Regions from separate parts of the Macaca mulatta genome. Here region 2 is linked to region 1. The links are chromatin contacts, called in public Hi-C maps. All regions are on one chromosome and are shown on one strand. The core of a region is the stretch at or near the end of the contact, and the rest is flanking DNA. Distances in the headings are between cores, read along the strand shown.

Region 1 (4,450 bases), core at 1,246-3,745:
AGATTATACAAGGCAACACCCGGATATGGAAAAACAGATTTAATCTTGGTCTTATTCCTTAAGAAATCTACAAAGAGGTAAATTAATGGCCTCATGACATTCTCATGTATCAAATAAATCAAAACCAACTAGATGCACAGCTATCCAAAAGAGAGGATGCTGGAGCATTTAGCAAGTTCTAATTAGCTGGAAGGTAGACTGGGAGCCAAGAAGACTAGTGAAAGGAACACTGTATCCAGGAAACTCTGCTTTGGCTACATTCCTTTATGGGCAAAATAGTGGGCATGATCTGGCCCCTGGTTTGCTTTCTTCTGTCATCTCCTGTCATTTCTCCTCGTTCTACTCCTCCCCTTCCAACCTCAAAACCCTCAACAACACACAGTTGCATTCCAGCCATGCAACTAAACATGGCTAATCTCTAAACAAGCTGTGCTCTTTCTTCCCTCCCAGTTTTTGAACTTGCATTTGCCTCCTGTTCTTTCCCTGGTATGTCCTTCCCACACATAACGTTGACCTCTGGCTTCTCATTCTTTCTTCAGGGTTAATTCATGTTCAGATCCTCTATAGAGACCTCTCTGAGTACTCATCAAAATCATCAGGAGCTTTCTCATGGAGATCCTCATAAAGCCCTCTAAAGCCTTGATCCTCTCTCTTAAACCATTGCTCTCATTACTTGTTGTAGATCTTATTTCCTCAATAAACCATAAAGGCTGGAGGACAAGAATCATTTTTATTTGTATTTGTGTTTATTTCATCTTCAACAGTGCCTACTAAGTGTTAGGCACTTAATAGTTGAATGGATTGATGGATGGACGGTATTAAACCGGAACCACAGACTCAATGCACACTCTCAAATCAAGTCAGAAAGGAAATCCTTCAGTAATAATGCCACCAGTTATCCAAAAGTTAACCATAAAGGAATTTCAGATTCATAAATTAAAGGGTTAAGAAGGAGCCTGTAACTGCAGGAATCTTTGGCCCAGTGATTATATAAGGAGCCTGTAATCTTTGGCTCAGTGAGTTCCTCCAGCTTAGACTAGTTGTTCTATTTCATTGACCTAGGCTAAAAATGGAAAAAATTAGGGGGAACATTCCAATAAACAGCATTTACAGATTTCCTGGAAGTAACAAAGACATCTCAAATAAGCAAAAAAAAAAAAAAAAAAAAAAAAAAAAAAAAGTCAGACACTCAAGATAAAAAATGATGGCAGAACAGAACTATTCAGAGTTGATAAAGCTCGCTGGTGGGTTGGTAGATTTTTAAAAAATATTCTCTATACTTTATGTATATTTGAAATACATTAAATAAGAAAGTTTAAGGTTTGCTGATATCTAATGAAACTTGGATCTTAAAAAAATGTTTAAATGAAATGAAGACAAAAAGAGAGCAGAATATACAAGGCTTTGGAGAAGCTAAGGCTGTTCAATCCATTCCAAGCTTCTTCCCAAATGTTTCAGTGTAGTGATGGATCTGTGAGAAATCTTATCATTGAAAACTTAGAAATGACAGTTTTTTAAAATGTTGGCAGGCTCTGGATATAGGGAAAACAAACATGGATCACTCTACTCTGCAGTGGCCTTCCGAATTCTAGTCCTTCCCTTGAGGGTCAAGAGCTGAGAAGGATTTCCGGTGAAACTCCTGAAGTGGGAAAAAAAAGAAGAGACATTTGGCCGGTGCAGTGGCTCATGCCTGTAATCTCAGCACTTTGGGAGGCTGAGGCGGGAGGATTGCTTGAGGTCAGAAGTTCTAAACCAGTCTGGGCAACATAGAAAGATCCCATCTCTACAAAAAATGTTTTAAAAATTAGCCAGGGGGAAGCTGAGGTGGGCAGAAAACGAGGTCAAGAGATCAAGACCAGCCTGGCCAACATGGTGAAACCCCGTCTCTACTAAAAATACAAAAATTAGCTGGGTGTGGTGGTGTGCACCTGTCATCCCAGCTACTCGGGAGGCTGAGGCAGGAGAATTGCTTGAACCCGGGAGGCGGAGGTTGCAGTGAGCCGAGATCTTGCCACTGCACTCCAGCCTGGCGACAGAGTGAGACTCTGTCTCAAAAAAAAAAAAAAAAAGAAAGAAAAGAAAAGAAAAAATTAGCCAGGCATGGTGATGCGCACCTATAGTCCCAGCTACAACTCATTTTGAAATATATTACTTTCTGAGTGTTTGCATAGACCTGGCATTGTAGCAGGGCCTGGAGAGCCAATGGGGAACAAGACATAGTCCTGTGCTTCGGCTGGAAGCTGAGGTGGAAGGATCACTTTTCCCTGGGAAGTCAAGGCGATAGTGAGTGTGAAGGTACCACAGCACTCCAGCTCGGATAGCAGAATGAGACCCTGTCTCAAAAAAAAAATAAAAAATAATTTAAAAAGAAACATTTCTGTCCTTTCTTAAGGGAATGAAGAAGTCCTTTATGAAGCAAGACTGCATTTAAGACTGTGGAGGAGTGAAGTTGTCTACTACTGTTACATCCTTCTCATTTCTACATTGTGAAACAGTACTCCTCAGGCCACAGGAAAAATGGACAAGAAGTTTCTGTGAGGCAGGTTTCGTTATAAACACCTCCCTCCCCCATCCCTATTCTAGCAACTCTTATTAGCATACAGTGGACTTCCTGTCTCTTTAAATTCTGCCGTCTCTCCTGGGGGGTGCCTTTACAGCCTGCCTCTGGGGAACTGACTACTGCAAATGTGCATGGTTTTATCCACAATATACAGTATCATGTGAAGCTTGCTTTTATTGCCTTCAGCCTTTTCTTTCTCACAATTTATTTTTATACATTTGGAATTATTATCCCAAACATTAGCCAACTGGCCCGCTGGGGTTTCCTTTGCTGGGTTCCGGGTCTCTCTTTTTCTAATCCTCTCTTCATGGATAATCCACTCTAATGCTTCTTGGCCTTTGAAGGGGTTTTATTATTACTACCTGTTGATTAGAAATTCACTTTGTCTTGTGTAGGTGGTTCTAATCGTTCGGTAGTGAACACCTTATTTGAGTCAGCTGAGGTCAGAGTTATATTCATGAGATTTTCTTTCTTCTTTCCAGAGTTCTGGATGCTTACTTGTCTTTTCAATATGGTTTTTTTGTTTGTTTGTTTGTTTTGTTTTGTTTTTTTCTCACAAGCTACCATTCAGCCGGGGCTTTGAAAACAGTCTGTAAGGCCAAAGAAAGAAAAAAGAACAGTACGAAAGAAAAAGAAAGCTGTGTAGCCAGGCCAGAGAAAGAGAAAGACTTATTTTCTCCTGCAGCTGTTTAACCCCAGGTATTTAACACTTTTGTCTTTGCCAACTACAGAGCCTCAGGGGTCCTTGCTGAGGGCTCCACTGGAGAGCCAGAGTTTGTCCCTGGGACAGGATGAGGAGTCCAGGAGAAGCAGCAGCAGACAGGCTGTGCTGGGAGTCATTAGAGGCCACCAGGATGCAAAGGGTGGGGGGAACCCAGCTGTCTTGCTGACTTGGCCTTGAACCCTGATGTCTGGTCTCTCGGTAGTAAACCAGAAGTGGGGCGTGGGACGATGTGACAGGAGCACCAACGCCCCCACCAAGCTGTCACAGCAACAGGCTTTGTCCAGGATCTCTGGGAAGGATCCAAAATGAATTGCGCTTCCTAACACTCGTTTGAAGAATAGGTGCCAAAGTCTCTATTTAGTGCATTTCTGTATTGAAGGGAACATCTGCCCAAGGGAATCCACAATTTACCATAAGCATAATCACTGGCTATATTTCACGTGAAAATTTCAAAGAGATGATGATATGTTTCTGAACAGCACTCCCTGTCCCATGGAGGGATTGGAATAGGGATCCTTTAGTCTGTTTATGGCTGTACTTTGGAAGTTTTAGTGTGACTACTTCCTCAGGGAACTCTATTATTTCCATCTGTTTATTCTCAGAAACTGGTATACTGCCTGGCAGTTATTAGGTAATCAATAAAAAGAAGGAAGTAGGGGGAGAGGGAAATGGGGGAGAGGGAAGGGGAGAAGAAGAAGTGGGGAGGGAATAGCATGTGCTCATTATAGAGATTTGGAAAACATAGCAAGATACAAAAATGAAAATAAGAATTACTCAAAAATCCCACTAAGAAATAACCTTTATTATTGATCTGTTCTCTACTCTTTCAACCATCTAAACTCACATCGTTTCATTGTTTACAAAGTTCAAATCACACTGCACATTCAATTATGTATCTTGCCTTTTAAATTCACATTCTACCACTAGTATTTTCACACATTCAAACTTGAAAATCACATCTTTTTTTTTTAATGGCTAGACGATTAATCTAGCACATTACATTTTCTTTCTTTCTTTCTCTTTCTTTCTTTCTTTTTTTTTTTTTTTGAAACAGTCTCTTTCTATCACTCAGGCTGGAGTGCAGTGGCACAATCTCAGCTCACTGCAACCTCCAACTCCTGAGTTCAAGTGATTCTCCTGCCTCAGCCTCCTGGGTAGCTGGAACT
Region 2 (4,450 bases), core at 726-3,225, 750 kb before region 1:
CCATGCCTACCTTATTTTTTTTATTTTTTATTTTTTTGAAATAGAGATGAGGTTTCTTTATGTTGCCCAAGCTGGTCTCAAACTCCTAGGCTCAAGCGATCCTCCCACCTTGGCCTCCCAAAATGCTGAGATTACAGGCATCAGCCATTATGTCTGCCTGCCATTTATTTTTGAGAGAGATCCCTGCACCAACACCAAAAATAAAAAATGACCCCTGTTTGATACTCACCCTTTGGGATTTTTTAGTCATGATTTAGCCAAGAGGTCTATCTGGATGCATCTACATCTGCTATCATTCCTGGTCAGCTACATGATCCATGGACCCCACCTTAGGAGTGAAGTTAACTCTTTTGAGCCTAGGTAGCTCTGAGTTTTCACATCATCTCATGCACTTTTCGTAAGAACACTTTTTGCCTGGTATTTAACAGACGAGACAGCTGAGGTGTACGTAAAGAGATTTCCCCAAGCTCTCAAAGTTGCTCATACAGTAGCGTAACACACAAAATGAAATGGCTGATCCTCAGACCCAGATCTTCTGATTTTAAGCCCAAGAGTTTTTCAGTGATCTGGGAGCTGCTTTCCTCATAGATTTTCCAAGTGTTACCAATTACTGCCAGTCCTAGTAGGTCCCTGTGTAATGCAAGGAGCTTCCGTATTAACAGCCTGCTTGTTTCCGCCACTGGGAATGTTTGAAGGCACTAAAACACACATCAAAACTGACATTTATAACTCCTAGTTTTATGGCCTGTACTTCAGAGAGTGATATGTATCAATCTAGCTACTGACATTTAGGGCTAAAAAAAAAAACCCTGAAGTAATGTGATTGGCCACATTCTGTCTTTTTTTTTTTTTTTTCCCGATATTACAGCCACTGGACTTGAAAATGTTCAAAAGACCCCAAATGTCACAGTCAAGAATTGTATCTAATTCTAACCAATTAGGTAAGATTGTTGGTCTAACTGGCTCTGAAGGAAAGAAAAAGGAGAGCCTCAGGACATAAGCCTACAAGGCATTCCAACTTGGTACAGGGATTGCAAAGCAGAAGTACTTCCTTTTCTAATCTTTTAGCATTTAAATTGTATTCCATCTTTAGAGAGAGAATTCATTTTTCTGTGCTTAATTTACTAGTTTCTAGAACTCAGTGACTATCTCTGAATAAGGCATAAGGAAGAAGTTTGCCACACAGAGTATCAACTGGGAAAAACTAACTTATCATTCGGTATCAGGCTCTCCCCAGATCTCAGTGACTTTACATTACAAAGGTTAACTGCTCGCTCACATAACATCCATCTCCATTTGGCAGGAAAGTATGCTTCATGAGGTTCTCACGCTGAGAACCTGGCTGACAGCAATATCTGGAATATTCTGGTCACTGTGGCTAAGGGGAAGTAAGCTCTGGAGGGGCTCACACCAGCAATACTTTGACCTGGAAGTGACACGTGCTATTACCTCCTACATCTCTCTTGTAAGAACAAGTAACATGCCCTTATCCTACCCCACCACAAGAGGGCCAGGCAGTGAGGTCCCAGAAAAGCAGAAAGCAGGAAATAATATGCCTCCCTCATGGCTGGTGGTATTGGAATAAAAATTGCATCTCAGAAAGAAAAAAACAAATCTCTTTTCAAGATATTCTGCTATTCTGATGCTTGCCTTTGCACATTCTCGTTCACATGAAAACCAAACATTATAAAATGTGTATGTTAAAGGGAATTTGGAAAATAGAAACACAAATTTTGAGCTATTAATGTTTTGTGAATGTCCATAGCGTAACAGTCAAACATCCATGCATTCATTCATTCATGGATCTATTCCCCATGCAAATGTTAACTGAGCAGTAGACAGATGATAAGGACATGCACAAAGCAGTCCCTTCACTCCTAGAACTGACAGTACCTGGGGGACATGATCTGCCATGCACCACTACCACAGTGTGACAGAGGAAGAAGGGGCCAAAAGCACATAGGAGGGGCGCGCAATCCAGTTAGAGTGTCAACAGAGACTGCCAGGAGGATAGTACCCCTAGGCTGAGACATGAGGGAGAGGAAACACATTTTGATACATTTCCTTTCAGTCTGTTTCCCTCTAAGCCTCGTTTGTTATTTTTACATAATTGTAAGAAAACTGTTTAGCCAAATTTGTATACTGCTCTGCAGAAAACTAGGTCTTTAGAGTGTCACTTTTTAACTCAGAGAAATTCATGTGACAACAATTTGTTACTTCCAATAAAACTTCAGCATATGAACAAAATTTGCAAATGTGGAATTTTATGATGCTGATACAGAAAACATATGTTAACTAAGAATGAGCTTGTATTTTTACTTCTCAGTATTTTATTGCCTTAGCCAGGCTGTCAACCAACTATATAAATTTCAAACATTAAGAGGTACAAATCAACTCACTAAAATATCTGTCAGAGCTTTCTGCATTAATCAACTGTGATGTATTATAATATACAGGGAAAAAATTGTGACAGAAATTCAAAAATAATTGAATAAGCATAATATTAAAAAGCGTGAATTTGAGTTATTATTTAAGCTTAAATGAAAGACTAGGAGTGAAAACTTCGTGTTGTACTTGCACATTGCAGTTTATTATAAATTTTCTACATGTTATAGAAAATTAAACTGTATACTACTTATAAAAGAGTTTTAATCTAATTGGACACATTCAAGTTATATTAAAATATATTTCAAAGCTATTTTGGTTGCTTTAAAGAACAACTTAAAATTCTATACTCAACATTGACTAATATTTTAAAATTCTTTAAAATTTTGGCCAAAAAGGGATCATTTCTTAATTTAATAAATATATCTCTGTTTAGCCAAGAGTCAATATCATGTTTGATGGTGAAACACCAAAGGCATTTCCATTAAAATTCAAAAAGATAAAAGATTGTCCCATCATAAATATTAAATAAAATTTTTCAGAATATTCTGGCTGGTTCTTAAAATAAGAAATAGAAATAAGAGGAATAAATATTGGAAGGAGGGGAATTGTCATTATTTTTTATTAACAAAATTATATACTTAGAAAGCCCACAAAAATCTCTCATAATCATTAAAAATTTCACTAAAAGTGATAGATAAATCTGCAAAATAAACCACTATTTTAAATAAATATAAAAATGTTAAAAATATAAAAGCTAAGATTAATTATGCTCATAATCTATAGCAATGTGTAAAAACACATCTGAAATAAATGCTAAAGAAAATGTGCAGAAATCATAAGAAATAGATTACAAATATTTATCTGAAGATTTAAAAATATTTGTCTACATAAAAGCCCAAATAATATGAAGATAATTCATCCTAAATTGATTGATGAGTTTAAAGTTAATCCAGTTGAAGTATTTTCCATCTCTAACTGGATTAATTGAATTATCTGACATTTTTCCCATTCTGGTGGCTAAGAAGTTAAGGAAGTTATATTTATTAATCTGCTACTCTGGTATTTTTCCTTAGATTTTAAACAAAACAATGTAAAGGTGTTTCTCTATCAATATCAAGACTTACGTCATAACCTACTCTCCCACCCCACTCTACAATTACCAGTAATTCCTATATTTAGCTGAGATCATCTGGAATTTTAGGTGGTTTGTTTGTTTGTTTGTTTGTTTGTTTTTTCTGAGACAGAGTCTCATTCTGTTACCCAAGCTGGAGTACAGTGGCACAGTCTTGGCAAATTGCAGCCTCAACCTCCTGGGCACAAGCTATCCTCCCTCCTCAGCCTCCCAAACAGCCGGGACTACAGGCACACACCACCATGCCTGGCTAATTTCTGTATTTTGTAGAGACGGAGTTTCACCATGTGTTTCCCAAGCTGATCTCAAACTCCTGGCCTCAAGTGATCTGCCCGCCTCAGCCTCCCAAAGTGCTGGGATGACAAGTATGAGCCACCACACCTGGCCTTAGTTCTATATTATTATTTTTTCAGAAAGTTTTAAAACCAATTTGCCATAACCACCTCAGTCACTTTGTTTAAACTGAAGCATATTTGTACTGGTGTCTTTATTTATTTATGTGACTATTCATAGACTTCCTCATAGCTCATGGTTCCTCCCCCCACTTCCCCACACACACTTCTGAAAGTATTATTCTATGTTTCCAACCGTGTTTCTGATGCCAATTGATACTCAGTTTCAGGGAAATGGGCAAGTTGAAAAGTATAGGGGTGTACTTGCCTGCTTGCTAATTTATATTGGAAAAGGCAGGGAGTTACTCTAGAAAGAAGAGGGAAAATAAATAAATTCAAACAGTTATGGGCATGGGCATAGGGTGAAAAAATTTTTGGAGATCTCAGAATAAAGAAGAGAGATGTCAGCACAGGTGGCAAATATGGGAGATATTAAGAGACAAAAACAGGCTAGAGGATTTGAAAAAGTTTTATAGTGCACACTAATATAATTCCCCTTTGACATTTTCTCCATAAATTTCATAAAATATTTTAGTTG

Evidence for each region. Hi-C and Micro-C count contacts between places; a contact is called where the count stands out from the background.
Region 2: a contact with region 1 is called in a Hi-C map of fetal cortex germinal zone, with 6 times the contacts expected there. The contact joins two enhancer-like sites. A contact is called at or near these places in 5 of 14 Hi-C or Micro-C datasets (cortical neurons, fetal cortex germinal zone, fetal cortical plate and 2 more).

The regions. Positions count from the first base shown.
Region 1 is chr3:106,293,041-106,297,490 of T2T-MMU8v2.0, reverse strand. No RefSeq gene overlaps it. Among named protein-coding and RNA genes, the nearest start is that of CDCA7L, 59 kb to the left of the region's middle. Within about 2 kb of position 2,495, at least 5 of the 40 cell types and tissues checked have an H3K27ac peak or open chromatin away from gene starts, as enhancers often do.
Region 2 is chr3:107,040,551-107,045,000 of T2T-MMU8v2.0, reverse strand. No RefSeq gene overlaps it. Among named protein-coding and RNA genes, the nearest start is that of SP4, 160 kb to the right of the region's middle. Within about 2 kb of position 1,975, at least 2 of the 40 cell types and tissues checked have an H3K27ac peak or open chromatin away from gene starts, as enhancers often do.